Linked DNA regions of Mus musculus: regions 1 and 3 are each linked to region 2. Evidence: chromatin contacts called from public Hi-C data. All regions are on one chromosome and are shown on one strand. The core of a region is the stretch at or near the end of the contact, and the rest is flanking DNA. Distances in the headings are between cores, read along the strand shown. Region 1 overlaps Gm35330 (a long non-coding RNA gene). Region 2 has its middle 30 kb from the start of Gm40660. Region 3 has its middle 14 kb from the start of 1700016G22Rik.

Region 1 (4,498 bases), core at 486-2,985, 290 kb after region 2:
ACACACACACACACACTAAATAGAATCCTAACAAAGTAGGAGGTGCCTCATAGTATTGCAACTGAATATGGCACCTTTGGTTGATATCCCTGGGAGGCCTGCCCTCTTCGGAAGGGAAATGGAGAAGTAGATCTGGAGAAGGGAAAGGAGGGAAGACTGGGTGGAAGGGGGAAATAAATGAGATATATGAGAGAATAGTACTACTAGTAGCAGTAATAGTAATAATAAAAATAATAAAGAACATATTTTTCTTTGCGTTTTATAAACAACATACAGAATACATCATACTCAAAAAATGTAGGCATGGATGGGTATCTCTGAATTTATTTTAAAAGGGCCTATTGATTCTTTCTTAAGCACTCTGGCCAGTCCTTATCAACATAACACAGCATCTCAAGGCTAAGGCTCTTATCTCTACTCCTGGTTAGAGTTTACATTCAAAACCAAACCCAACCAACCAACCAACCAAACAAACAAACAACAACAAACCACTGGGCAACATAAAAGCTGGTACTTTGAATTTATCACTGGGCTTCTCTGAATCAGTGGCAAAGGAAACCAATAAAATGCCTAAGTGGGGTTAATGGGATCTTAGCAGACAAACCCATCATTTGTGTATTCTCCATGCTACAGTGGGTTGGAGAGAGCACTTCATAGTTGGCTGACTCCCCACTTCTGTTCCTGTTAGAATTTTGGTCTTAGAGTAAACTTACACCCATTCCTTAGTGCCCTGGTTCAGGTTGTCTTGGCCTTTTTATTACGGGTCGTGTTTACCAAAGGTTTACAACTTGGCTGTAAACACCAGTTGGCACCAAAACCGGAAAGTTGGCATGAGGAGGTTTGGCATAAACATTGCCCGGAAGCACTTTTTTCTCTCTCTCTAAATCTGAGAAAAACAGGCTAGGGTCATTTTCAAGTTATTTATGTTATTCATGCATAAATAAAAGCGAAGCCTGACAGCATCAAACAGTTGTTGGCTTTTGCAGGCCTCAAAAATAGATTTTATCCAAGAAAAGTAACATTTGGTAAACAAATACTCAGTGACAGGCTGTTAAAAAAAATAAAGGGAGGGGGAAAAGGTGTCATGGGATGGATTAAATAGTAAGAGAAGAGAGAAGGTTTCAAGAACCATTTTTTATGTCAGAGAACAGAGTCAAGAAAGTTATTGTTAAACGGAGAAATTTCTACAGACTCAAAATTATAAATAAGCACAATGTAAGCTTTCAAGTAGATTTTATTAAGATCCAGAGGGCACATCATCCAAGCATACAAAGTAAACAATATAGAATGATCTCAGGGGATAGAAATAAATGATTTTTAAGTATGCATTCTAAAAGCAATGGAATGTTTAAAGCATTTTAAAACTCAAGGAGAGAGGGAGAGGAGTGAGTAATGAATTAACACATGCTGATGTTAAAAGTCTTTTAAAAGAGTTAGTTGTCAGTGTTCAAAGTCTCCTCTTGTCTTCCTTTTATTAAATTGTTTAGAAATGCAATTTGTAAACTATAAACTTCGGCAGCTTGTAGCTGTATGCTAAAGAGAGAAAGTGATGGTGTCAACTGTTCCCTAAAGATCGTCTTTCTGGCAAACTTAAAAGTCAGCCTTGACGTCAAGTGACCCTGGACAAGAGTCTGCATTGAGTTCTGCGAAGTGTGGGCAGAAAGGACTTTCACTCTGGAAACCCTACCAGGGAGGAAGGACTGAAGAAACCGTTTAGGGAAAAAGAAAAGCAAGCCAAGTCAAACAGAAAGTAAAAATAAGTCAGTGGGGAAAGAATGTCAACTGCAGAAGAACGTAGCCTGTCTGCTGCAGCTCGCGTTCTGGAACACGTGTTCTTTCGGCAAGGAAGCGTTTTCCTCAGCTTGTTTTGGTTGCTCTTCGCAAGTGAGGTTGGAGCTATTGTTACGGCTCAAGTCAGGGACAGTTACATCTGGTGGCCAAAGCTGTATACTACCCATTACAGAAGGTAACTTTAGACACACTGGGCAGAGAAACAGAATAGTGCCATTCCATAATAGAATTAACCCTATGAACAGCCCGTAGACATAAGCCAAGACATCCGATCCGTATATTTCAATGCCAATTCAAGATGAAAAACGTTTCCGGGACTCATTTCAAATGTTTGCCTCCCTGGAACTACCTAGGTCAACTTCATCTACAACTACATCTAGAATATGATAAATGTTCCTGATGTGTGCTGCTTCAGATAGAGTCTATAAATCAGTTTACTTACCCTACTATCAAAGCTGTTGCCAGGACAATGTTGTGGCTCTGAGGAGACCAAATCACATGACCTGAAGATAAGTGTTTACATCACAGAGCCACAGAGTGCCATGGCAGACACTGAAAAGCACAAATATACACACAGGATAATCCCTTGGAGACTGTTATTGTCTGTGAAGGAAAAGCCCTAGAGAATGTGGTCTGGACACCAGAGACCAGAGAATAAACATGCTCATCAGATAACATGCTTCTTGGAAAGGGACCTAGGCAGCCTTCAGTATTCTCAGAATTGGCAATTAGTTCTTATTATATTTGAAAGACACATATTTCACCTCAACTGATTAGTCATGTGGCTTCTTCGAGGACCTGAAATGGATTTTTTTGAATTCTCAATTCCTGATATTGAGAATTCCTATGCCTGATATTTACCAGAGCTTCAGCAAGCATCTGTCGAATTAACAGTCAGCATGAGATGCTATGATAAGACATCCGTTGTCACACACTGATGCTTTGTTATTTTAACTGTCTATGCACTAAGACAGGGGTCCTAGATTTGGCTTTGTTTAAAGCTTTTGTTGGTTTATTTGGTGATTTGTTTTTTATTATTTTAAAGGAGTCTTACATGGCCCTTTGAACTTGGTAGTCTAGGATCACTTGAACTTCTTATTCATCCAACTTCTAGAATCAGCACTGTGAAATGCTTGGCTTTCTAGTCCTAGGGTTTGAACTCAGGACTTTATGCGTGCTAGGCAAGTACTCTGCCAACTGAGATATGTTCACTGCCTCTTGGCCTTCATTTTTGGTGGACTTTGAAGAAGTGGTTAGAGGCTAAAAGAAAACTTACACCAATCATAAATAAATAAGTTGTTTTTAAATGCTCTTTTGTTGTATCATTTCCACACAGATCAATATGAACAGGTAAATATGAATGTACACCAATAGATAATAAGTAGAAAACTGACAAATGATAGACCAATTGATCAACATATGTTGATAGATGTGATTATAGATCTATTGATTAATCAATAGATAAGAGTTGACATTAATACATAATAAAATGATTAGTAAATAGATGAGAAACAATAGATGATCAAATAGATAAATAGATGTGTAATAGAAAGAGAGAGAGATGGTAAATAGGTGACACATAGAGAGTAAAGAGACGGCAGATAATGGATGTTTGATAGACAGGTAGATGATAGATAATAGGCAGATAGATAATAGACAGACAGACAGACAATCAGACAGACAAATGCATAAATAGTCCTCAATATGCTCAATGAAGAAATGTTTAGAAAGCATGATCAGACAACACTAATAATTTGACAACTGCTAGGGCAATGTGTTTCCCAGCTAAGCATTTTAAACCCACAAATAATTTTGTCTGTCTCTATGCTGATATGGTAGGGGTATGCATTTGAAAATGAACTCTAGGAATGTAAAATTGAGCAAACGTGATTTAGGGTCTGCAGAACAACAAAGGCTAGAGCATGGCATCTGGAAGTAGCCTACGAGATACAGGCTGTGACTTGTTCGCCAAAGCTATGGGTCTGCAAGCACATGGCTGACTCTGGTACCTATATTTATATTCTCTGTATGTAACTCCAGAGCACAGGAACTACAGAGAATTTGACTGGCCCCAGATCAAAGATACAAAGAGATGATTTAACACTTTTCTTAGTGGTTCTTCAGTGTTACACAGCAAGTCTTGGGAAATGAAAGAGAAAGTTCTCTACATTGTAAATATTGGGACAAACTTGAAAATGAAGTGAAGTTGCATAGAGAAAGAGCTTAGATTTGGGAATCTGAGAAGCCTGGGTTCAGTGTTCTACATGTGCAAGACATCACTTTGAACAAATTATACAATCCATGTAAACCTTCAAAATCTCAGATGTCAAATGGGGTTCTTTGTACCAAGTCCTAGACAATTCACAGAATGCCGTAGCCTAAAAACTTGCCATGAGTCCCCCTATGTTTTACACCTCCTATCCATTCCATCATTAAATGTGGCAGATTCGACTTTCCAATATATGTGGACTCTGCATTACACAACACTCCTTGATCTTCCAACAGTTGTCTCTTCCTGGACTGTGTTCCTAGCCCCTCCCCCTACTTCCTCATTTGCTTCTCCACAATACCAATGTGAGTACTGAGATCATATTGTGTGTGTGTGTGTGTGTGTGTGTGTTCACATTTGTGTGAGGGTGTTGTACCTCATGTGTGCACATGAAAAGGCCACGGTCAATGCTCAGTATCTTCTTTTATCACACTCAAC
Region 2 (4,333 bases), core at 471-2,970:
CACAGAGACACACATACACACACACACACACACACACACACACACACACACACACACATACACACACACAAACCATTATTTGAATACCCCCAGAGACTGGATAATCTACTCTCCTCACAAAAAAAGCACATTAAAATGTTGAAACTTCACATCACTTTCTGAAAAAAATACAATACACATTTTAATTGTTAATTTGGAAAAATTCATTCAATTAAAACTTGATTATGATTTATGGAAAAAGGGGGTGCACATATTGCTTCTACATCTAACCTGATGCTGTTATGATTGAATACTGCTGTGATAACTACAAATAACTACACTAAGATTGGCTTTATGGTTTTTTAAACTCAGAATGATATCAGAAGAGAGGGTGGTAAAGCCATCAGCTTCAAGGCTGGACAAATAAATTCTCTGGCCACTACTTTTTTTTTTCTTTCTTTCTTTTCCTTTTTGCATGGGCACCTATACTGATATAGTTAGCTGTAATATTACTTCAGCCCTGTAAGTGTGGAAGCAAGACCCCAAACCACAGATAAGCAAAAATCTTTCTGAGTATCTATGAATATCCCTCAGAAATTGGTATAATTTACTATAAAAATGCATTCTGGGGGCAGCTTTCCCACTGAATACTAAAATATCTGTGTCTTTGGATAATCATTTTCTGCTTACAACATGGTGTTGCTATGCAACAGGGTCAAACTGACCTGTAATTTCCCCTCCTATTTACTCAGCAGTAAATACAGGACAGCTGAGGAAATCTTCCGTGTGCTAAGTGCACGTTAATGTCAGCTGTGCCAGCTCCATGCCCTGGTAGAGTCCATAATGAGCTAGGTGGTGCTATTTGGACTATGCTCAGCCTCACAGTTGACCAAGTGAGATTTTCCACAAAAGTGCCATCATATCAAATTGTTAATGTTTATTAATAAGGATTACTCAGTTAGTTGGCTGCCATGATGGAATACAAGATTCTGTCCTTTAGGAATGAAGAGAAACTGGACTTGGTAAGTATGAACAGAATGTGAGATGGAGCCATAAAGATCCCAAAGAATCTCTGAAAATTTGGGGTGCTGGGGACTACAGGGTCAGAAGCCTAAATAATGAGAATGTAAGATTCGCCTTGCTCACAAATTCTGTGTTCATGTTGACCATCTTCACTGTAAATTCACTCTTTGATGTGGGATGATGGTTTGGGATGTTTCCTTGTCCTGTCCATTCTCTGGAAAATGTTTTGTTATATAGATGGCATAACACTGACCTCTGAGTGCTATCCCCACATTTGAAAAGTCACAGGAGAAACAACCAGATGCAGGGGCACTCCATACACCTTAAAGTCCTACTGGGACTAGATCAAGTTAAATGGAAAAAATTAAAAAGCAACCCTATATAGATATAAAAGGATATTCTCAGAAGCCATACTGAGTTTGAATAAAAGCCCCAGTGCCAAGAGTAAGCTACATCCTTATGAGTTGTTAGCCATGGAAGCCTCTGAGGCCCCACAAACCAGAGAGGCTATTGCTACTGTTGTTGGTTGTATTCCAGACCTACATGTTAAAACCCTATTGCTGAAGACACCACATCCTTTGACTGCAGGACATAGAGAAATTAAATTAGGACAAAACTGGAAATTCCTACTTTGCTGGCTGGCTTTTACAGCACCAGAGGGAATTCTGTAGGCTGCTAGTGAACAGTCAACAACATTCCTGCTTGATTATGTGTCCAGCTTGCTAAAATCCAACTTGCCAGGCAGGAAGTGACAGCTTATGCAATAGCGGCTCCCTAATAATGGGTAAGACCAACAAGCTTTGAATTTAAGGCCTGTTTCTCAAAAGTGAGTTCTCTTCTGGTTGTGTAAGCTAAGTCAAAAAACTGACTTGGAAAGCTGGAGGTACCAATGAGGAAGCAACTTCTATCATTTTACTAGATAAATGTGATGCATCTCTTAAATATTACTCCAAGTATTTGCTTAAGAATATAGATGACTGTTGTCTGCCTCAACTCATAATCACTGATGAAGCTCCTACAAACAAGTGACTGTTGCTATGGCATGGTGGCCTAATTCTTAGCTATAGGGACATCAATGTTAATGTCCTTTAAGGGTCAGCTATTATTGGGAAAGAGGAAGACAAGAGTCACTTGGTTCCTCTCTTCCTAGAATAAACAATAAAGAGTACTGAGAGTCACTCTGGACAAGCTAAAAAACAATAGAATTTGTAGAGTAAGGAATTATTTTATTATAACAAAAATTCACATAATTTGTGCTTGATTCTATATAATATTCTCCATGAATAACATTTGATGGATGCAGAGAACAGATGAATTGAGCTCCACATAGTAATAGACAAAAGCTAGTGGTGGATTGTGCACAGGAAGCAGTTGTGTCCACAGACGTGTCCTCTTGGATAAAATGGAGAGTTAAAATCCCATAGTCACTAGAGGCAGCCCTGTTTAAACAGAATAAATCACAAGATAAAAAGAAAAAGACATAAATGTGATAAAGGGACTTGTAAGGAGAAGGAGACTTGACTGGGCAAGAAGGGTGATGGTCTGGAGGTGGTGGGGACTAATCATAGTGCATTCATATTCATTTATAAAATTGTTAAAGACAATAATTAATAATAAAATAAGAAGAGAGACTCATTCACTGGTCTATAGAATCACTCTCTTTAGACACAGATCCAATAAAGTGACTGGTACCTAAGTTAAAAATGCTTGATTTCAGGAAGTGGGGTTAAGAGCTTTAGCCCAGGCACGAGGACATTCTAATCTGAATACCACAAACTGCAGGAAGGGACTGGGCTGGAGCAAACTATGAACATGTAGCTTCATTCCTAAATGTCCTCAAAGTTCCCTGCCCACCTATTTCTCCATTAACATAATGCAGTGTTCCATGCAGTATCCTCCTTGTCATAAAACATGCTATTCTGAGTTATGAAATGGATGGATGCCAAGAAATAAATGTTTCCTCTTCCTGACTCATAATCTACTCCTCAAGACTCATCAATGGTGCTGTCTCCAGTCTCCTTAATAGTGCTGGCCCAGCAAGCGTTTTATGGCTGGCTATGAAGCAGGCCCACCTGTGCCCCAAATCCTTAGCAAACAGGCCTAGTTGGCAGCTTTCCTGTTTGGGGCACGTAAATTTAAACATGGGTAAATAATCACACTCCCATCGGTTCACTTGAGGAAGGTTATTGTACTTCCCGTGCTGTTAAACACGCAGAGTGTCAAGGCTGTTCTTTATAGTATCCCTGCAGTCTAATAAATCATTGTCAGGTCTTACTCTAATAAAGACACCTTATGGGTGATAGATTTTATTTGTGAGTTTATGACAAATACCTAAAACATCAGGCATTCCTGTTGTAATCGTCTTTTATGAGCTTTAGCTTTCTCCTGTGCTCAGAACGCACACACACACCTAAGTGTGGGATAGAGAAAGGCAGCGATCTGGATAATAATTCACCTAGTAGCCTTGGGCATTTTCTCAATGTCTCCATATTGCAGCCTTATAAACCTATCTCTAATAGATGTTAATTAATTAGGCATTAATTCTGCTGTTCTTTGAAGACTTGAATGAGCGCTGTGTGACCATCATTTCAGCATGTTTATGGGTATAAGTCCTTTTTATTAGTTTTCACTGATTGCTTTAAAATTTTAATACATTAACCCCTAAATAAGAATGTTTCTATTGCAGTTATCTAGTTCCAGAGAGCAGCTTGTCAGTTTGGCATTGGAAATGGTTGGATAGGTAAGCCAGCGTCTGTCTGACTGAGATCTGATGTTTTCTTTGTTCTCTGATGCTGGAAGTGGAATGGTCTTGCATCCACAGACAAGTTTGCACTACAGTCTAGTAGTGATTGTTCTAAGTTACTGGGTTAGTGATGTGTGACTGGATTATCACAGTTCAACTTGAATGTCTGGGTTGTTAAAGGTTAGGTCCATTTCCATGGGGATGGCTCGGTAACTGTTAAAAAAGGTCTAATCTCTCAGGGTGGAGGGGTTCATGGTACAGGCTGTCTTTTTATACTTATTTTTAAAAATTAAAATGGAGTTACATCATTTTACTTTTCATTAATCCCTTGTGTTTGTGTTTACATACTTTATATATATATATATATATATATATATATATATATATATATATATATACATATGTATGTATGTATGTATATGTATATTCCCCCTGGTATATTATAAAACTGACTCAGTTACTTTAATAGTAACTGTATATATAATATTTCAAGGCTAACTACTTGCTATTGGATAATGACATGGGGGCTTTTCTCTCATAAAGACCATTTCCCCTTCACTCAACATTCCTTAGTTGCCTATGCTTCCT
Region 3 (4,491 bases), core at 1,867-4,366, 420 kb after region 2:
AATAGCATGCAGTGTGGCTCCCCCTGAAAAGGGGGGGGGGTGGGCAGGGCCTGCTGTTTCTTGACAGGGAGTCTCACACTGGAGAACAATAGTTGATAAAAATAACCTCAAACATTTCAAAGATGCTGATTTTCAAATGTATATTGTGATTACATTTCTTTGACAGAATTTTTTAGCAAGTAGGAGACACCCTTTCCCAGGACTACAGGGAGGTAGGTGGGAGGGAAGGAAGGAGGAAGGAAGGAAGAAAAGAAAGAAAGAGTAAGAAAGAAAACATCACACCCAGAAAACAGATGAACACATGAAAAAAATCACCACCACATACAAGCACATTCATTATATATACGCAAACACAAATGTGTACATGGACACAGAGACGCATGAACAAATAGGTATACACACACACACACACACACACATATATATATACATATATATATCCATAACAATAAATGCATATGTATTAGAGACATCACAGGCACACACAGATAAATTCACATTGACACTCACATAGACACATATAGACTAACACACACAGAGGCACACATGCATATATACAGACTAATACACACAGACACAGGACATATTTGCAGAGAGATCTGTGAATATCTAAAGATAGATGTTTCCTCTAATAAATCGCATAATTAGATACATATGACCTTCTTTAATTTTACAACTAAAAAGAAGAAACACTTCCTAGGATATGACTTTGTATAAAAAATGTATTTTTAAGATTCTAAATGGAGAATGAGATCTTTTTCAAGTTCTTTCTGACTTTCATTTTCTCATTGGTGGTGGTATCTTTCACTGAGTAAACTTGGACAAAGACAGTGGATGAGCCACTGGCCTGACACACCATGTGGAGCCTGCCCTTTTAGAGCGACTCAACGCCAAAATAGACAGCAAAGGAAAACTAAATCCAGCTTGAACAATACTGGCCCTAAAATAGCCATGGGGTTTATGACCACAGCAGCAGGAAAGGCTGTTGATCATCTGCCAGAATCTTTTCTTTTCGTTTGTCACTATTGAATGACACAGAGGACATGAAGCCCCTGTCAAACGTACAAGTTCAGAACCCCAAATCAGAGATCCTAATAATAGCGCCTGGTGTATAGCTGTCTTCTCTTGGAGAACTAATGAGCCCAGTTCTCCTATGATCTTAACCTGGTATCTCCAGAAGAGCTGCTGGATGTAAGCGCCCTACTCTTTTTTACGTGTTCCCTCCCTTGTCCTTCACAACAATTCTTGTCAGGTAGGTTTTGTACTCTCGTGGTACACATAAGGAAACTGAGGCTTGGAGAGGAAGCTGACTTGCTTATCCATAGAAACATAGCTGGAATGTTCTTTCTGTGGTTAGAAGCATTTAAATGTGCTGGGAAGGAGAGAAACTCTCACTTTTGACCATCTACACAGAAGACACACCACTAAAACTGTAGATCACAAATCATTTTCAAGCCAATAGCAGAATCATTAGCAAAGGAGAAAGAGACCATTGAGTCCAGAATGACAGCAAAGTAGTTCAGAGAGACAGAGTTTAACTGGTGCTAAGTGAAGACCAGCAAATGGAAGTCAAAGAAGACACAGCAAGTTAGAGGCAAGGGAGAGGCTATGTTAGCTCTTTGCTGTGGTCCAGGCTGGCAGGGAGACATATTGACTGGAATTTAGGTTATTGTGGGTAAAGAGACTTAAGACTGAAAGTGGTCTCAGCACAGCTCTGAAAGCTAAGGATTTAAGAAGTCTTTTGAATTCCTTATCAGTTAACAATTGATGTATGGTAAAGGTCAATTCTCTGAATGCAAAACCCTGACCACCAAGGAGGGAGCCTGAAGGGCTAGGACGAAGTGGAGATAAGTACAGGATTGAACCGGTTCTGTTGGAGGCAAAGCAGGAAATGAGTAGCCTGGTTGAAGCTCTGCCTGTAAACTCTTGGTAAATGGAAGTAATCCATGGTAGTCTTAGCATTTCTTCCATTCTTCATGGGACTGCTTCTGTCTGCTGATGAGGGACCACACCATTTAAATGGACTGAAATCAAACTATTTCTCTATCCCCAAATAGTAGCTTTGAGACTGGGAATAATCTGTGTCTGTGGCCATGGACAGAAGATGGGCCACCTTTTTAGAAAGAGTTTTTTTTCCCCAATATGAGCATCACCCTCCCCTAGGAGAATGTGGGACTAATCCAAGGGTGTTGGAAGTTACATAGCAACTAATTCTTCAACGGTGTTTATGAAACGGAAGCCTAGCAACTCATGGAGGAGTCAGATCCACAGGATCTCAGTCCATGAGGCTTACAGTTACAGTTGTAACTGATTCAGAGGTGGTCACATGTTGCTCACCCAGAAAGTAACCCCGGGGCTGCAAGTAACAGGAAAACAGCCATGCCCATTTTATTCATATTTTATAACCTACAGTAAACATTTACTTAGCAATTCCACCCTGTCTATCACCGCCTTAGACACTTATGCAGAACTTAGAGTCATACTGAATGCCAATATGATGTTAATTATTGCAACCAAAAGAGGCCTGTATCGTTAGACTCTGATGAATTTTTAAGATACACTGGAGGGGAAATTGAGTCATAATATAATTCTCTATGAGGGTTTGAAAGTGTGATCCTTAAGATCCTTCTGCTCTGTGTGACAAGCAATACGATTTTTAAGCTCAGACAAAAGTGGGTGTCTTTTGGTTTAGGGTTCTCTTTTCACCAGGAAATCCCCTCTTCTAATAGGATTCTTTTTGTTTTGCTTTAATCCTTAATCTAGGGGGAATGTCCCATCCCTGTGAGTCATCAGAATGGCTTCTCACAGGTAAGACCTAGAAAATTCCTGAAATGCTTCCCCTGATACTGAGAAACGTACTCAAGTCAATTGAGAAAGACATTAAAGGGGTCTGATGAGAAATCTAAATCCTGTGCCTCCTACCCTTTGCGGGGATGTTGCCTGAACCATGAACAACGTTTCCTGGATTCTAGAAACAGGCACATAGTTTGGAATCTGCAGCTGCTGGACAACACCAATTGGGAAAAATAGTAGCACAAAGGCAATAGATAGCCATCTCGCCTTGAAGACGCTGACTCATGCAGATGAGTCATTTACAATCGGCATGGCGACGGGTCTCAGCGGGACCAACTCAGAGAACACTGTGCGCTGAGCGCTGACCATGTAAACAGTGCAAACTCCCTCTTGTGATTCTAGGAAAAGAATCTTAGAACCTTTAGACAAAGAAATCAGAGAGGAGTGTGGCTGCTGTGTGGGTCACACCAGCAAATCCAGGCAACATCCGGACCTTACCATTCTCAGTTCTGATATCCGCTGGCACTGGAGCCCAGAGCTCAACATTTGGGTAAACATTCCACACTGGAGTGAACTACCTTGGTGACCTGAGTAAATTATGAATTCCCAAGACAGAATTACGGTGTCATCGAGTGTGACTGTATGTAGCTGGGCATACATTCATTTCCCCACTCAGATTAGCTATAGCATAAATAATACAGAAGCACCAACCAGAGCCAAAGGTGCTCACTGGAAGGTTCTTTTCTGGTATTAAAATAATGAGTGTACGCTCCTTAAGAACCTTCTAGCAACATGTACAAATAAAGCCACACACAGTGACAAACTGTGCTGCTTGGAGTTTAGCTGATGACATCCTTGTTATTGAAACAGGAAATGACTCAGCCTGGGCTAGACCAGAAAAGATCATATATTATATTCCGTTTTGTTGGCTCGTTTGAAAAAAAAAAAAAAAACCTACCGCAAGGCAACCATGCTTGTTTTCAGGTTTTTAATTTATGCATTCTAGCAAATAAGAAAGAATTTCTTGATAAGCCATTATTAAAATGTTGCAAAACAGGTTTTTCACAAATGTTAGGATCAAATGACTGCTATAAGCTATAGAAGATATGTTTACTATTTTTAAAGGGGATGGGTTAGGGTATTGGAGTCCAGATAGAAAACCTCTCAGCCCTAAATACTAACATTTCTATACTTAGCCGGAGCCTGGTCTGTTTAGATAAACTGATTTTGAACATAATTTTATGTTTATTGCTTTTTTGACTGCATTATGTCTGTGTGAGAGTGTCAGAAGCCTGGAACTGGAGTTACAGATGGGTCTGAGCTGCTATGTGAAGGGTCAATGCTCTTAACTGCTGAGCCATCTCTCCAGACCCTCGATAAACTTTCAAAAAATATTTTAATTAAAATATATCACTTCCCTCCTTCCTTTACATCTCTCAAACTCTTCTTTTCTAACCCATTCAGTCTCAAATTGATAACCTCATTTATTTTGTTTTTGTTGTTACATATGTACGTGTATATACACAAAAACATAAATATAACCTTATATATAATTCTTAACACATTACTAAATACTAGAGTTTTACTAAAATTCTGATTTTTTTTCATTATGACCTGGCATAATCTGAAGTTTACCTTTGTCTATTAAAACTTTGCAGGTATGATAATTGGCAATCAAAAGCAATTAATCCAACAGAC

Evidence for each region. Hi-C and Micro-C count contacts between places; a contact is called where the count stands out from the background.
Region 1: a Hi-C map of embryonic fibroblasts shows a contact between it and region 2, with 2.6 times the contacts expected there. The contact joins two enhancer-like sites. A contact is called at or near these places in 6 of 484 Hi-C or Micro-C datasets (the C2C12 cell line, adipose-derived mesenchymal stem cells, embryonic fibroblasts and 1 more) and 3 of 115 datasets of contacts at active chromatin or transcription factors (the 230-238 cell line, heart atrium and large pre-B cells).
Region 3: a Hi-C map of adipose-derived mesenchymal stem cells shows a contact between it and region 2, with 3 times the contacts expected there. The contact joins two enhancer-like sites. A contact is called at or near these places in 7 of 39 promoter capture datasets (the 3T3-L1 cell line, frontonasal cranial neural crest, hippocampal neurons and 3 more), 5 of 484 Hi-C or Micro-C datasets (adipose-derived mesenchymal stem cells, nephron progenitors, stem cell-derived neural stem cells and 2 more) and 3 of 115 datasets of contacts at active chromatin or transcription factors (cardiomyocytes, embryonic fibroblasts and epiblast stem cells).

The regions. Positions count from the first base shown.
Region 1 is chr13:5,712,621-5,717,118 of GRCm38.p6, forward strand. All of the region lies in intron 1 of Gm35330 (a long non-coding RNA gene), which reads right to left. Among named protein-coding and RNA genes, the nearest start is that of Gm35330, 9.7 kb to the right of the region's middle. Within about 2 kb of position 1,736, at least 178 of the 459 cell types and tissues checked have an H3K27ac peak or open chromatin away from gene starts, as enhancers often do. A contact at or near this core is called in the C2C12 cell line, embryonic fibroblasts, heart atrium and 1 more, where this site is marked.
Region 2 is chr13:5,422,606-5,426,938 of GRCm38.p6, forward strand. No RefSeq gene overlaps it. Among named protein-coding and RNA genes, the nearest start is that of Gm40660, 30 kb to the right of the region's middle. Within about 2 kb of position 1,721, at least 67 of the 459 cell types and tissues checked have an H3K27ac peak or open chromatin away from gene starts, as enhancers often do. A contact at or near this core is called in the C2C12 cell line, adipose-derived mesenchymal stem cells, embryonic fibroblasts and 2 more, where this site is marked.
Region 3 is chr13:5,842,190-5,846,680 of GRCm38.p6, forward strand. No RefSeq gene overlaps it. Among named protein-coding and RNA genes, the nearest start is that of 1700016G22Rik, 14 kb to the right of the region's middle. Within about 2 kb of position 3,117, at least 292 of the 459 cell types and tissues checked have an H3K27ac peak or open chromatin away from gene starts, as enhancers often do. A contact at or near this core is called in adipose-derived mesenchymal stem cells, embryonic fibroblasts and uterus, where this site is marked.